Linked DNA regions of Sus scrofa: region 2 is linked to region 1. Evidence: chromatin contacts called from public Hi-C data. All regions are on one chromosome and are shown on one strand. Each heading gives the region's core, a stretch centred on a gene start, on an enhancer-like site or on the middle of the called end of the contact. The rest is flanking DNA. Distances are from core to core; before and after follow the strand shown. Region 1 holds the start of RPL18 (60S ribosomal protein L18). Region 2 holds the start of SLC17A7 (vesicular glutamate transporter 1).

Evidence for each region. Hi-C and Micro-C count contacts between places; a contact is called where the count stands out from the background.
Region 2: a contact with region 1 is called in a Hi-C map of retroperitoneal adipose tissue, with 2.0 times the contacts expected there. The contact joins the promoter of SLC17A7 here to the promoter of RPL18 in region 1. A contact is called at or near these places in 1 of 5 promoter capture datasets (liver), 1 of 47 Hi-C or Micro-C datasets (retroperitoneal adipose tissue) and 1 of 2 datasets of contacts at active chromatin or transcription factors (alveolar macrophages).

Annotation. Positions count from the first base shown.
Region 1 is chr6:53,976,603-53,980,194 of Sscrofa11.1, forward strand. It overlaps RPL18 (60S ribosomal protein L18), which reads right to left and starts at 2,079. Exons shown (of 7, transcript XM_021094700.1): 1 at 1,927-2,079; 2 at 629-715; 3 at 210-317. The coding sequence starts at 1,929.
Region 2 is chr6:54,519,427-54,523,167 of Sscrofa11.1, forward strand. SLC17A7 (vesicular glutamate transporter 1) reads right to left here and starts at 2,190. Exons shown (of 12, transcript XM_003127311.4): 1 at 1,974-2,190. The coding sequence starts at 2,035.

The sequences.
Region 1 (3,592 bases), core at 829-3,328:
TAAGGTCGCTGTAACCAGCACCCAGCACCAACCAATGAGAAAGAAAATGAGACCAAGCCAGTCCAAAGCCCCTGCTGTTCAGCTACAACCAGAGGTTTAGAGCTCTGTGCCCACCACCAGAGCTGCAAGCCCGCCCTTCCCCCTGAAGTCCAGCAGACACCATCCAGCTGCCCCCCAGGTTGAGGATGCTCCCAGCATCAGTCCCTCACCATCCGGGAAAGCGACAGGGGTGGCCGGTTGGTGCGACTCATGAACAACCTCTTCAGCACAACTTGATTGAAGGTGGAGTTGGTTCGTCTGGCCAGAAACCTGTACAGCTGGAGAAGGAAAAAGGAAGAATGAGGCCCCAGGGCAGCCGACTCCCCCATGGCTTTCTAACAAAGGGGCAAATGACTGAGGGCTTCCCCCATCCTGCTGAGCCCAAGGGAGCGAGCTGGCCCAGATCTCTCCTGGCTGGAGACCCAGAAAACCTCCCTCCCCATCCAAGGTCAGAGGATGAAAAACTCTGGACTCCCCAAAAGCTTGGAGAAAGAACCAGTGATTCGAGCTTGGACCAATACTGCCACAGAGGCTCTGGAACCTGTAGTTCGGGGGTGGCCTTGTCTAAGGGTCTCAGGCCCAACCTCACCTTGACCAGCAGCCTCAGGTAGATGTCCTGGCTCTTGGGCTCCTTGCGTCGAACCTTTCGGTCCTTGTTGTGGCGGATGTCAACTCCCTGCAGGGGTGAAGGGAAGACCATGAACCCAGCCCTGACTCGATCCTCACCTCACAAACATTCTCAATGAGCCCTTACCTCTGAGCAAGAGCTAATGCAGTCTCTGGAGACAACGAACTCCAATCTGACACTCGGAGAGCTCTGGGAAAAACCACTTAACCCCCTACCCAATGACCCCTTTGTAGAAAAAAACTAATTCAACATAAGCCTTCAGCACATGACACACAGCACACACCCTGAAAGACCTCAACAAAGGAGCCACACTGACTCAAATTTTTAGTTCCAAAGAACTAAACTGTGTTTTCAGGGATGTATTATTTAAGCACCCCAAACTCACTCCGAAAAAGCAGAACCAAAATCACTTAAACCAAAGGCAGACTTAAAAAGGTATTACGGTATCAATGAACTTTTTTTTTCAGTAATCCGTACAAAACTACTTCTAGGACTTTTCTTATACTATCTCCTTGAATCCAACAATCTTTTATGAAGTTAGTTTCCCACTTTAGCGCTAAAAAAAAACTGAAAGCAGCCTACGATTTCCACTACAGCCCCTGCCTACTTGCCTAAAGAGGTTTTTTTTTGTTTACTATGCTATTAACTGGAAAGAGGTATTTGACCACTGATACCTCCAGCACTTAATATACGCAAAAGCCTACAACAAGCACACTTCCCGGGACTTATTTCTTCCCAAACTCACATCTGTGAGACATAATTACTGGGCCCCCAATGATAAAGTCAAGATGCTTTCCCCGCACAGAAATGATACGTTGGGCAGTGAATTGAGATTCGAATCGAAGCCTGCCTGGTCCCCACACCCAGGCACCAGACGCTCAGCAACTCCCCCAGAACCCAGCTTTCCAGGCCGGGGAGTGACAGGTCCAAGGGCAGCACAGGCAAGAGTGGCTGTGGGATCAGCGCCTGGGTCCGAATTCTGACTCCGCTCTTTATTGTCATTACGTTACCGGTCATATTTAACTCCCTTACCCCTCAAGTTGGTCATGTACTCAATGGGAACCATAAAAGAATACGGGAGGACGAGAAATTGACGACTCCCATTTCTGCTCTTCAAGCCCCCAAAATAGCTCCCCAGCCCGGGAGTCGCTTCCTTTGGACACCCTGGGACCCCTGCCTCCCTCTGGAACATCCTCGGTCCCAGACCGCAGCGGATGGCAACGGATGATCAATGCCCAAACTCCGCAAAGCGCGCTCACCATGATGGCGCCTCCTCCTTAGCCAGGTCCGGAAAGAGAGACAGGGAGCTAGGGTGGGCGGGGAAAGCCGTCAGTGAAGGGCTCGTACGTGACGTCACATGGACGCGACGCGGCACTCTACCGCGACGCCCGCCCTCTCTATGGTGATCGGAGGACCGGCTAGATAGACGCCTCCGGAATTGGGTGTCGGTTCCCTGGTCCCTAGGAGGGAAGGGTCTGTACGTCGGGGCCTCTCTGGCCATATCCAGTCTCTGTTCTCGATAGTCTTCCGGAAGAAAGGGCGCTGGGAACGAGGGAGATGTCGCGCAGAAGTAGGAAGACGCGTCGTGCGTTGACGCTCTGGCCCGACGCCGACGGCCTCTCGGTGGCTCCCGGAGGACCCAGCGGCCCGAGTCTTGGAGGTGAGGAGGCGGGGCTGGCGGGACCAGTCCGGACGTAGGGAACCGTCTGACCCCAATCTTTGAGCGTTTCCTTATCGGGTTCACCTCTGCCTTGTCTCGTGCCGCGCTTGCCAGGCGCGGCCGCAGCTTGAGAAGTCTTGCTTGAGGTCTAACCCGAGATCTTCTTGCTGCAGTCCTGTCTGTGGCATCCGGTGTTTCCACCTTTTAGGTTCAGCTTCACCCTCTTCTCCCAGATGGCCCTTCCTTAACCCCTCCTCAGCCTCTGCCACCCGGAGGCTGCTTCTCCCAGCCAGAGAGTTTCAAGTGGCCCAGCGGGTTCGGTATGAGGGATGTGCACGGTACTGGAGCGCAGAGGAGGCAAGCTGAGGCTGCGGGCTGGGGCGACGCGGTGGAGAGAAAAAAATTCCTGAAAAAGAAAAGTGGAGAGAATTAGAGAGAGGGAGACCGAGATTCAGAGGAGGGAAGGAATGGAGACCCAGAGGGGAGTGGACAGAGACGGAGGGTGGGGGAAATAATGACGGGAGGTGGGAGGATGTTAGAAAGAGAGGGAAGATGGAGGTCTAGGGAGAAGCAGAGACAAATTCAGTTCCTTACTAAGCATAAGACCTTGGGCAAAACCTTTTTTTGTGTATTACTTTCCTTATTTGCAAGAAGGGGATGATAATAGGCCTGGCACATGGAGTGTTTTCTAGCATTATATAAGTTAGTTTAAATGCTTGGGACAATGCTTTGTACTTCTAAGCGCTGAGTTAACAATTAGCCTCTAATCCTGTTGGCTCTCACTGGGGAGGTGGAGAGGACCAGATGGACTGGTTGGGGCAATGAGGAAGCTGACTTGTCCATTCTTGTCTTCCTCTTCTGGGAAGCCCTGCCCCTTGGGCCCCCAGCACTTGGGGCTTGGCCTCCTCTTCTCTGCCCTTAATACTCCTACTTATTCATCTCTCCTCCCCAGAGCCACAGGCCAAGCCTGGACCATGATGCCTGACTCCTTGCCCATACCACCCTCCCATGGCCTCCCAGCCGGGGCCACGTTGATGTTGTAACACAGCAGGGGGCCTGCAGACGAATGGATTCCTTAAAGCAGAAGAGGAGCACGATCAGGTAAGGGTCTATCTGCAAGTCAAGATAACCATACCTTGGGACAGTTTTCTTCTCCCCATCCTTGTCCCTGTTCCCTGGTCTCTGAGTCCCAGCCTCTTCGATCAATGCATCTGTCTTTGTTTCCCCTGGAGCCCTAAGCTCACACACTGTTTCCCTGTCTCTCC
Region 2 (3,741 bases), core at 940-3,439, 540 kb after region 1:
CTTATCTGCAGTTCTCCCTTATATCCCCATTGTACAGCTAAGGAAACTGAGGCTCAGGAAGTGGAAGCAGCATGTCCAAGGTCACACACTGGGGCCTGATCACTTCCTGGCCCTCAGTATGGCCCTGCCCAAAGACTGGCTCAGAGAAAGGAGGCATTTTGGCTCCTGTCTCTCTTGTAGTCCCTTCCCCCCTCTTCCTTGTCCCAAGTCGCCCAGGGTTACTGTGTGTTTCCTGGTCTGAGGGAGTTCTCCACCTACTCCAGCCTCACTCATCTTGAGGAAATCTGCAGCCTCCCTCCCAGACTTGGGAGGGAGGTTGACCTGGGTTCAAGCGACACCCTATATTCCTAGGCACTGATTTCTCCCCCTTTTCCTCTACACCTCGGTTTCCCCAGCTTTGTCTAGTGGATTAAAAGGAATCAGTGTGTTTTGTCCAACACAGGGCATCCCCTGTCCCACCCACCATCAAAGTGAACCCGGAGATTCAGACACACATGCTCTTTGGGCTCAAACTCCTCAGTGACTGTCCTGGAGGGAGCCCTGAACTCCGGGGTCTCTAGGGGCACAAGAGGCAGCTCAAAGGGGTAAGGGCAAGGTGGAGACAGAGAGATACCAAATAGATACAGATGAGAGGCTGAGAAGCAGAGACTGAGGGAGAGGCCCTGAGAAACACATCCCTCCTGCTGCCGCCTCCCCTCCCAGCCCCCTCCATCAGCACGTCTCTCTCCCTCTCCTGACTTCGCACTGAGGCACTGATGTATTTTGAGAAACTCGTGAAGGGAGGTGAGAAAAAGGATGGGGAGGGGCTGGAAGATTGGGACACGAAGGGGTGAGGTTATCTCAGCTCCCCCACCCCCTCCCCAACACTGCGCCATCCTCCTGCCCCCTCCTTCTATCCAGCCTTATTCCCATCTCATGTAACTGGGGGGGAGGGGGTAACTCTGGAACTAGAGGTGACCTGAAGCAAGCAGGATCCGTGTTAGACTTAGGGAAGGACTTGCACGATCTGGTGAGGTGGACTGAGGGTCAACTAAAGATAGGGTCAAGGCTGTAGGCAAGAGGACAGGGTCTGAGGGAATGGTGGCAGGGGCATGATGCCCATGAGGCCATCTCCTCCTCGCGCTGTGGTCAGATATTTTTAGGCTTCGCCGCAGCTGAGTAATTTCTCTGACTTGGAGCCAGGGCTGGGGTTGGGGGTGAGAGACTTGGGGGGGTGTCCAGATGGCTCTGGGGACACCCAGGTCACCGGGGTCATCTCCTCTTAGCTCTAGCCTGCACCTTTGGGGGAGTCTGTCCTACCCGGGAGCCTAATTTTTGGCCTGCAACTCCATTCTCCACCAGAGACCCAGGATACCCTGGCTTCTTCCTCCCAGCTTAACTCTGCTCAAGGACAAGGACCAATGGGCCCCAATCCGATTTAGCTTCAGATTAAACTCTCTGAGGGATGGAAACTGACAAACACACAGAGATGGAGAGACCCAGCTTGGGGAATACAACCCCAGAAAGATGGTCAGAGATCCTGGGTGGGGGGGGGGGACCAGAAACTCAGAGAGAGAGCGTGACAAAGACCCCGAGAGGGGGGTTGTAGAGATCTTGTGAGAGCAATGGCCAGAGACTCAGAGATCAAGGGAAACAGAAGCCAAGAGAGAGGGGACAGAGATCAGAGAAAAGCGGCAGAGAGAAGACAGGCGAACAGAAACCCAGAAGTGGGGAGGGAGTCAAAGACCCCAATGGAGGGCAATATATAGTCCCAGAGAAAAGGGCAGAGCCTGGGGTGGGGCGGGGCTCCGAAAATGATGGATGAGACAGGACCAGAGAGAGCGGCGCCGTCTGAGACGGAGAAAGAAAACTGGACAGAGGTGCCCCCCCACCCGTGGGTATCGCCCTTTCAGCTGTCCGTCTGCGCCCAGGTGGGAATGACCGTCCTCCTGGACCTCGCGCTCTCCCTCGCCCAGGATCCCCACCACGCTCACCGGTGCAGCCTCCCGAGGGCGCGACCCGCTAGCTTCCGAAACTCCTCCTGGCGGAACTCCATGGTGGCTGCTCCCGCCGCCAGTCCCCTCCGCCGATCCCCCCGCCCGCGGGCCCGGGCGGCCGCGTCCGGGTTCCCGGGGTCCGCCCCGGCCCGGCCGGCCCCGCAGCTCCGCTCGGGGGGAAGGAGGCTGCGAGTGCCGGCTGCCTAGGGGCTGTCACTGGACTCCGCGCCGGGGGCGGGGTGGGAGAGGCCCCGCCCACCCAAGTCAGACCCCGCCCCTTGCGTTCTAGCCCCGCCCATCTCTTGCAGCACTCCTTCCCGATTCTCGTCCCGCCCTTCCACTCCAAGACCACGCCGCCTCTAGGTTCTGAACGCGCTTGTCTAGGTTACATCGCCTTCCTGGAGTTACTCTCCTCTCATCCATCCTCCACCAGTTCCTTCTAGCCCAGGTTTTCTCGTCTCCGGAATTCTCTCTACCATTTGGGATTTACTCCCCCAATTCAGTTCCCCCTAATTTCGTCCCCTCATTTGTCCCCTACAGTTCCATCTTACGGAGGAGCCCTCTGCGTTTCACCGTCCCAGTCCTATCCCTCGGAACTTCTGTGCCCTCTGGTTCTGCATCCCACCTCATCCTCAGTTCCAACTCTCTCATTCAGAGGCTTCTCTCATTCAGAGAATCCATCCCCCACCCCCGACTCCTGTCCCCATTTCGATCCACCCATTGTCCCCTCTAGTTCTTCTTCATTCATTTTCTGTACCCTTGACTCCCATCCACCTGTTTGCATCTTTCCCCTTTTGAATTCCATATCCCTCCGGTTCTATTTCCCTTCTAGGCTCATCCCTCCTTCCAGTTCCTTTATTTCCGATTTCCTTTCCAAGTTCCAGCCACTACATTTGTGTCCCCCCTACCTCAGTTACCGGCCATTATTCCCTCCCTCGCTTAGGATCCATCCCAGCCCTTTGAGTTCTGTACCCTTCTCCTTGGATATTCCTCCACCCCTTGAGTTCTGTCCCCTCCCCTGGGATCTGTCCCTGTTGTGATTTTTGCCCCCACCCCCTGGAATCGGCCTCGGGAATCTGTCCACGGGCTCTGTACCTATGGGATCGGTCCCCGCCCCCTGAGTTCTTACTCCACCCCTGATATCCAGCCCCGCCCCTCTGCGGTTGAACCTGGACTCTTCCTCTGTCTCCAGCAAGCAGGCAGGTTCGGCTTCGCTCCCTTCGCCGCCAGCCCCTCTCCCTGACGCTGAGTCTACCTTCAGCTCCAAGCCCCAAGAGGGTGCTCCTTTCCTCGCCGCCTCCCTGCGACGAGCCAAAAATGCATTTGGGATTAAATTTTCATGATGTGTATGGCATAGGTCCTCCAGGGAGTGGGAGGGAGAAGCCAGCGCGGCGGGCGGGCGCCAAGGACAGGGTGGCCCGGCAGCCACTGTTGGCCGCGGCCTCTCGCCTCTAGCTTTGTCTCATTGGGTCTATGTCACAATTTTGCCAACGTTTTAAAAAATCCTGGATTCCCAGGGAGGAGAGGCTGGGGTCTGGGACTCCAGGGTCCGAGGGAGGAGTAGCCCGCGGAGCCGTCCACACGCGCCACCCTGTGGCGGCAGAATCCCGGGTCTGCGCGCGGAGGCGACGGTCGCGGCTCTGGGCCAGGTGTGAAGGTAGAGCAGATGGTGAAGAGGAGGGAGTGGGAAGGGGGCCCAGCCGCTGCCAAATCCCGGGCGGTCGCCGGAACCATCACCATGGCGACCGAGGAAGGCAAAAAGGAC